Linked DNA regions of Hordeum vulgare: region 2 is linked to region 1. Evidence: chromatin contacts called from public Hi-C data. All regions are on one chromosome and are shown on one strand. Each heading gives the region's core, a stretch centred on a gene start, on an enhancer-like site or on the middle of the called end of the contact. The rest is flanking DNA. Distances are from core to core; before and after follow the strand shown.

The links. A called contact is a pair of places that touch in the nucleus more often than the background predicts.
Region 2: a contact with region 1 is called in a Hi-C map of leaf, with 2.0 times the contacts expected there. The contact joins the enhancer-like site here to the promoter of LOC123452373 in region 1. A contact is called at or near these places in 2 of 6 Hi-C or Micro-C datasets (leaf and seedling).

Annotation. Positions count from the first base shown.
Region 1 is chr5H:532,358,301-532,362,166 of MorexV3_pseudomolecules_assembly, reverse strand. LOC123452373 (mitogen-activated protein kinase kinase kinase 5-like) reads left to right here and starts at 2,279. Exons shown (of 11, transcript XM_045129022.1): 1 at 2,279-3,011. The coding sequence starts at 2,503.
Region 2 is chr5H:532,495,620-532,499,443 of MorexV3_pseudomolecules_assembly, reverse strand. No RefSeq gene overlaps it. Among protein-coding and RNA genes, the nearest start is that of LOC123452375, 16 kb to the right of the region's middle. Within about 2 kb of position 1,608, at least 3 of the 3 cell types and tissues checked have open chromatin away from gene starts, as enhancers often do. A contact at or near this core is called in leaf and seedling, where this site is marked.

The DNA.
Region 1 (3,866 bases), core at 1,030-3,529:
TCAATAGGTTAGTCCCAAAAATAATATAAAATAGCATATTTATGCATACAAAACATCCAAAGTTGATAATATAATAGAATATGGAACGATAAAAAATTATAGATACGTTGGAGACGTATCAGTAAGTTGGCTGAGATCGATTGCTCTCTTTTCTTTCGTAGAAGGATGGACCCTGTGTTGTCCAGCCAGTGGGATGACATTTGCGACACTGTGAATGGCATGCCCCTCACTCAAGAGTGTGACTATGTTTCTGGGGGTTGAACAAAATTGGACGATACAGTACCAAGTCCATGCATAAATGGCGTGAACGACCACTCAGTGGATGTAATTACAAGTGAATCTAAAAGGCCAAAATACCTGTGAAGATTCAAATCTTCCTTTGGCAGCTCTCCAAGACGCTGTCCTCACTAGAGAGGCGATGAAAAGGCATCGTTGGCATGGGAATCCAATCCGCTCTTTTTTAGAAAGGTTGACACTTCACGTCATCCGTTTTCCAAGTGTTCTGTTGCCAGGGTTGTTTGGAGATCGATTGGAGTGATCGTTGGAGCAAATTTATGTCCGAGTAATTACTGACAATTCTTTTCGTGGTGCTTTACTTTCCTTTCTCGTGATGAACGTTTCTATATTATGGCTCTTGGAGCAGTAACCTGGGCTATCTGGCTGGCCCGGAACAAAGGCACTTAAAAAAATAAATTGATCCAATCTCCTTCGAGATAGTGTTCACGACATGTTCGTTTCTCTTATACTAGGCATGGCTTCACAAAGGCGAGGATGTGGAAAGACTTCACGCTGGAGCCAAGATGATTCGCAATTGGACCATGATGCTCATGAAAGTGTGCAACAACTCAACGAAGATCGGTGCGGAGTATTGAGGTCACCTCTGGTTGGAGAGGACCGAGGTTGGTCGCCCGAGAGGCCGTTAAACAATGAATCTTCTATTTTACTGCTTGTTGTTGGATTTAGATCCTGCGTCGCTTGTACTTTTGTTGTACTATTGGTTGCCTATGTTTGTAATAGGTCTAGTTATAATTCTTCGTGTTGTCTAAGTTTTCGTCCCATAGCGTCTGTTTCGATGGCGAGCAATCGCGGTGGTTTTTTAGCAGTGCTTTGAGCTTGCTCCTTTCCCTACCTTATTCTTCCTAGTTGTTGTATGACTTTGTATTTCCGTTCTAGTAATGGAAAGGGGGAAAACCCGGTTAAAAAACATGAATGCTCTCCCACACGACGAACTCCATATCCGCCTGGGTCTCAATCTTCGGGAAGTTGAGGTCCGACCTCAGGCTCCCCGCACACCACACTGCCACGTCGTAGGCAGTCATGCCCTTGTCGACGATGGAATACATGTCGAGCCAAAAGCGGCGGCCAGCGTCAATGGATTCCGCCCCAAAGTTGTGGGAAGACTTTGCCCGCACGCCGAAGAACACCATCTTGCTCTCCGGGGTCTTCTTCGGCGGCATGGCATCGACGGGTGGTGGCTTGGTGATGGCGGTACGTCGGTGTGATGGTTGTTGGCAACGTCGATGACGGACGATTCATGGGGCGGTGGTGGCTGCGATGACGACAAAGGCTGCAACGATGACGTAGACGACGACGAAGACGAATCAAGCGGCGGACGACGGTCGAATCGCGGGGCGGCGAAAAATCAATCGGTCTGCGGCGTCCGGTGGCTGGTGTTGGGTGGTGGCGATAGTGCAGGGGGTGTAGAGGAAGGAAGAAGATGGGGCGAGGAAAAAAACAGTGCACGTGGCCGTTTTACATCTCGCGCATTCGAAGATGTATATTTTCATTTTGAGATGTCATATTTTACATCTTCAAAAAGCAAATATATAACCTTTTTCTACCTACACATCATTTGTTGGAGGTGGGTTTGGGCCTCCAAGGACCAAGTCAAGTCACCCAACCAGCGTCCGAAGACTTCTCCGTGAATGCATCCTCTCGATTGACATCCCCCGATCTAGCCGTGTCAACAAGGTGATGAGACGCCTGCGTTCTTGATTCATTCATTCACATCATAAGAAAAAAAGGTCGTTCGAAAATTATTTTATCTATACTCTATCTAATAAGAAAAGACCGTGAGGCCAGACGGAAGCGAGTAAACAGAGGGAAGAAGCGGGGAAAAGCAACGGAACGGGGGAAGGAAGGCAGAGGCCGCGTGCAGTGTGCGACGTGTAACCGGAGGCATTGACTCGCTGGACTTCTTCCCCAAGCCGCGTGGCCCCGGACCAAACCCGGGTGGAGGAAAAAGAAAAGAAAAATAATAATAGCAGCGAGCGAGCGATAGAGAGAGAGAGAGAGGGCAACAAACCAGCTGCCCCCCCGGTCCCTCCCTCCCCCCCTCCCTCTCGAGAAAGGAGAAAACAAAGGCCAAATGGCGGGGGTCGTCGTCTCCAGCCACCACCGATCCCCTCCTCCCTCCACCCCACCCCGCCATTACCACTGTGGCCACCACTAACTAGGGTTTCGTCCGCGGCCCCCCCATAAGCCCCTCCCCTCCCCTTCCCGATGCCCTGGTGGAAGCGCTCCGCCCACCGCCCTTCCTCCGCCTCCGCCTCCACGCCCGCCTCCCCCGCCCGCGCCTCCACCTCCCGCATCCCCCGCCACGATGGCGCCGGCGACCTGCCCCGCCTCACCAGGCAGCGCCGCCTGCGCCATGTCGACGACATCGAGGTCGGGGCCTCCGCGCTCCGCCTCGACGACCCGCACGCCGCCCCGCCCTCCTCCTCCTCCTACCCCGCCAGGAGGGACGCGGTCTGGTCCGGGCTCGCCACCGCCAGCTCCACGCCGATCTCGAGGTCGCCGAGTAACATGATGGAGGCGGCGCCGGCCAGGTCGTCGTCCACGCCCATGCTGCTGCCCCACCCTCTGCCGCTGCCCCACCAGGATGACTCGCCCTGCCGAGGGCCTGGGAGGCCGCTCCCCTCCCCGAGGATGTTCGACGGGGATTGCAACGGATCGGCTGACTTCCTGGGGGTCGCAGACACTGGAGGCGACAGGCCGTCCACGTTTCCAAGGTGGTGATGCGTTTTTTCTGTTCTCTCTACTACCCCAGTTTATTAGATGCTTCAAGCTTCCTTGCTTTGCTCTTCAATTCAAGTCCGTTAAACGGGGTAACCTTGTTAGTTCTGTTTTACTACTGATGAAGCGATTAGGGTGAGGTCACCAGCAGTGATTTCTGAATGAGTTTAGGGTTACCAACACTATGGCCATATAAGAAGGCATGCCAGATGGCACTATACACTAAAATTGTCACACTACTAGCATTTTGACCACTTTGTAGGGCAGATTGTTTTGAGGTTGGTGAGAGCAGTTTTATGTGAACACTAAAAACGACCAGGGATTGAGCAATCAGGGCTGGTGGCCTTTGCTATAGTCTTCTAACCATGTTGACAATATCAAATTAGCTTGGATTAGGGCCTCAGATGCACATTGCTGCGTAGTTGCATTCCACTAAGACGATTTTAGGCTTACTTGCAAACTTATTTAGCTTATGGTATGACTAGGAGATCATGCCACCTTAGCAAAATTTGGATGATATGTCACGAAGAGTTATTGTGCTTTTGGACCCCCAGAACGAGTTGAGACAGTTTGCTGTTGGGTGCTATGATATCCCATAACATTTGCACTTGATGATGATTGGTTAAGCTACTTGCGATTTTATTAGATCCTGACATGAAAGAAAATGCTGGCTCAGATTGTGATTTTAACTGATGAGTGTCTGAGGTTGTTTCTGTACTAAAGTCAGTGAAGTGTAGTTTGTTTTGGTCCATGAAGCTGCTAGTAAAGAAGATTCAACATGAACGTGATTGTTAAACAAAATTTTGATGTCATGACACACTGATCAGATTAACTCCATATCTGACCATGTT
Region 2 (3,824 bases), core at 359-2,858, 140 kb before region 1:
CACTTCTTCTTTCTCTCACTTATAGGTTGTGTTTTCTATTGTGTGCACTCTGTCACTCTCACAGATGGCATCCACCACCAGAAGCGGTGGAGTGACTAGGGTTTTCTTCTTGCTTCACTTCCCTTCGAAGTGCTCTCAACCGTTGGATGCAGCGAGGATCAATGGCTAACATGTGTTGGACTTATGGGATGATGTTGGGCTGCCAACACAACTCCATGTGGAGGGATTTATCCCAATAATACTTACTTAAATACCTATATTCCTGGCCTCCTAGTACGGTGCATGAAAATGAAAAAGTAATCTTGCTCCGGGGAAGAAGGCGGGATTTTATTTTATTCTTCTCGCACGGTACAAGAACACTGACGGTACTCTCGTGACCTCGGTCCTCCTCCTGCTCCGCCCACGTCGGTCGTTGTCGGTGTTATATCCTCTCCCATCTCCCGCTACAAGAAGCCGCATCTGGTCCACCTCTTATGTGGTGCGACGGCAATGGGTCCTAGATAGGGAAGAAGTAGGGGTCATAGGCCGCTCGAGGCAGGAGGGAGGGGCTGGGATGTAGAGGTCTGAAAGAGGTGAGGTGAAGGAGTTTGAGGTGAACTAATCAAGTTTTTTAGCTCAACTGCTCGAGTGCATGATGCAATCTGTACCGTATGTCATCATACGTCGTGAGTCAAACTAACTCGACTTTTGCCGATGTTGCGACCCACTTGTTTTGTAGGCATGCTACAACCCACTTGGTTTTTTAGGAATGTTGCGACAGTCACCCCTATGTCTTGCGGGACCTATTTATCGCATTAAGCGATTGAAGAAGGATCAAACGTCGGCCCATGAGCATATATTGAAAACAGAAGTAATAAGAGAATAAAAGGTGATGAGCACGGGGAGTTGATCCCGTGCTCTCGTAATAGTAGGCAACATTGATAGTCACTCCGATAGCTTCCCATTTTGTCATAACATGAAGGGGCGTGACCTACTTAGAGGGGAAAATTCTAGTTTTTTATTAGTTTTGCCATTCTCTTTTGCAATTTTTATTTGTTTTCTTCTTTCTTCTCAAATTTTGGTTTGGTTTTCATTTTTCTACTCCATTTTTGTTCATTTTTTTATGTTTGTTTTGTTTTCGCTTTTAATAAGTGATCAACATTTTTTCTATACATGGTTAACATTGTCCTAACGCTTATTTAATGTTATTTAAATACTTTCTCAATGTTTTAATACATACTCCACATTTTCCAAATATTTGTTCAATATTTTTTACTTGTTTAACATTTCTTAATACTTATGCAACATTTCTAAATACTTATTCAACATTTTTTACATACTTTTTCAACATTTTTTATATACTCGTTCAACCTCTTATAATATTTGTTCAATATTTTATTAGTTGTTTCACATTTTTTAATAATAATTAAACATTTTTCAATAGTTGTTCAACATTTGAAAAGTTCTTTTTGTTTATATATGTAAAAAAATAAAGTACGAAAAAAGAAAGAATAAAAACAGGAAACAAAACAGGTCGTAGCCTCTCGCGCGGCTGGCCGGCCCATCGAGGCCTGACCCCTGTGCTCGCTAAAAGCGACACATAGGAGCGCCCCCTATGTCCCGGGACCTCCTAATCGGCGCATTCTGCACCGGCTAGGTTCCTAGCGCCCATGCGGCTGCATGTATGGGCCGGACCATCCCGAGAAAAGCGAATCGCTAGCCAGGCTCACACCTTCCAACGATTTCATTCGACGGTTGACTTCCCAAAAAGGAATACATCGCACAAAATCAAAAACGTTTATGAATTAATTTTTTTCACAGATTTGGATAAAGTTCACAAACTTAAAAAAGTTCATCATTTTAGAAAAGAAATCACGAAATTGAAAAGGTGAGTCAAACGTATTGTTTTACAAATTTGAACAAAGTTCATTATTTTTGACAAAAGTTTAATGAATTTTTTAAAAAGCTAATATATTGTCGAAAAATGTTCATTGAATTTAGAAGAGTTTATCAAATTTTAAATAAAAGTTGACAGATTTGCAAAAGTTCATTTGTTTTGAAAAAAGTTCATGAAATTTGAAAAAAATAATCATTTATTTGGAAAAATGTTCACGGTTTTGAAACAAAAAACATGGGTTTGATAAAACTTTTCAAATTTGATGGAAAATTCATGTGTTTCGAAAAAAAGTTCACATGCTAAAAAACTCATCGTTTTAATAAAAAAGAATTGGATTCCAAAAAAGTTCACCAATTTGAAGAGAAAAAAGTTAATGGTTATAAAAATGTTTGTAACTTTTTTTAAAATGGGGGATCGAAAAAAAACCGGCCAAAACAAAACCGAACATAAACCACAAACAGGAAACTCTCGTTCTTTCGTCTTATTATATTTAAAGAGAAAAGATGTATAGTAGTCTCAAAAGGTATAGCGTCGTGTTGCTTAACGTGGTTTGTACCTCTCCTAGAGGACGCTGGTTCGATGCTCGGCCAACGCATGTCTTTCTGAAGTATTCTACTATAGAGAGGAAGAAGAGCGGATATGCGTGGGCCGGCCCAAGGATGATCGTGTGTTTGGTTAGCCAGTTAGCCTATGTCCAATGCCTTAAGCGCCGAATAGAATTTTCCCTATGTTTCACTTATAGAGAAGCGTAGGGGAGCCTCCCTGAAGGCGAGAGCGTCATGGGCCTGCTAGGGGCATGGGAACCACAACCTTTTTGTTTTGTTTTATTTTAATTTTTTGTTTATACCTTCAAATATTATAATAAATATATATTTCAAAAACACTTTACATAAAACACTCAAAACAATGTTGACCAATCATTTGAAAAAAATGTTAAATATGTGATGACCTCTTGAAATCTATTGACATAGTTGAATCGGATGATGATAGTGCACTCGATGAAGAGATGGGGTTCTCCCTCATTTGGTTGTTCCAACACCCTCAAGAGATCTCTTTGAATCTATGGATCAAGTGGTTGATAAGAAATATACCCACCTTAAAAAAATTGAATGGGGACGAGTCCTTTCTCACAAACCTATCAGTAGGAACCATGGGAACATTAAAATCATGGAGAAAGTTGTTGACTACAAGAGAAATCAAAACCTAAAAGTTCCACCAACTTTCAAAGATAAATCATTTTCCATACACGCATTTTTAATTCATCAAGCATCTAAGATCAATATTTTTATTGGTGATGTTGATGATAGTAGAAATATAATTGCCTCTCATTTAGTTGGTGATGAAAAATAAAGATGCATGGATTTTTCCACTAATAATCTTGAGATTGTCTTACCCGATAATATAGATATTGTTGCTCATGACTTCTCGAAAACTCTAGTTAGGTCCTCTTCCCCTAACCCAGTAGGTAATGTTGATGTGTTAGGAAAGACTCATATTGTTCTCACTAAGGTTAAGTCTAGTGGATTGTCTGACCCCTTTTAAACTCTTAATATGATGTCTCATTTGGAATATTAGGGGTCTTTGTGAGCCTCGTAAAGTTCAGTGCCTCTGTGATACCATTGCTAAAATTAATCATAAATTTATTTGATTTCAAGTTACCAATGTAGAATCATGTGTGAGGGTTTCCTTAATTCTCTTGATAGACATTGTGCTTTTACCTAGCATTTCTTGCGTGCTGTAAAAACTGTTGGGGGTATTCTAGTTGGTATTAAGCAAGATTTATATGAGGTGGTTGGCTTCTCCAACAAAGAATTTGTTGTGGTTGCTGTTGTTAAGAATAAATCTAATGGTTTTATTTGGCACTTAGTCATTGTTTATGGTTTCTTATCCTTAACTCAAGATGGATTTTGATTTGTGGTGATTTTAATTTGGCGTGGAGTGATGCTGA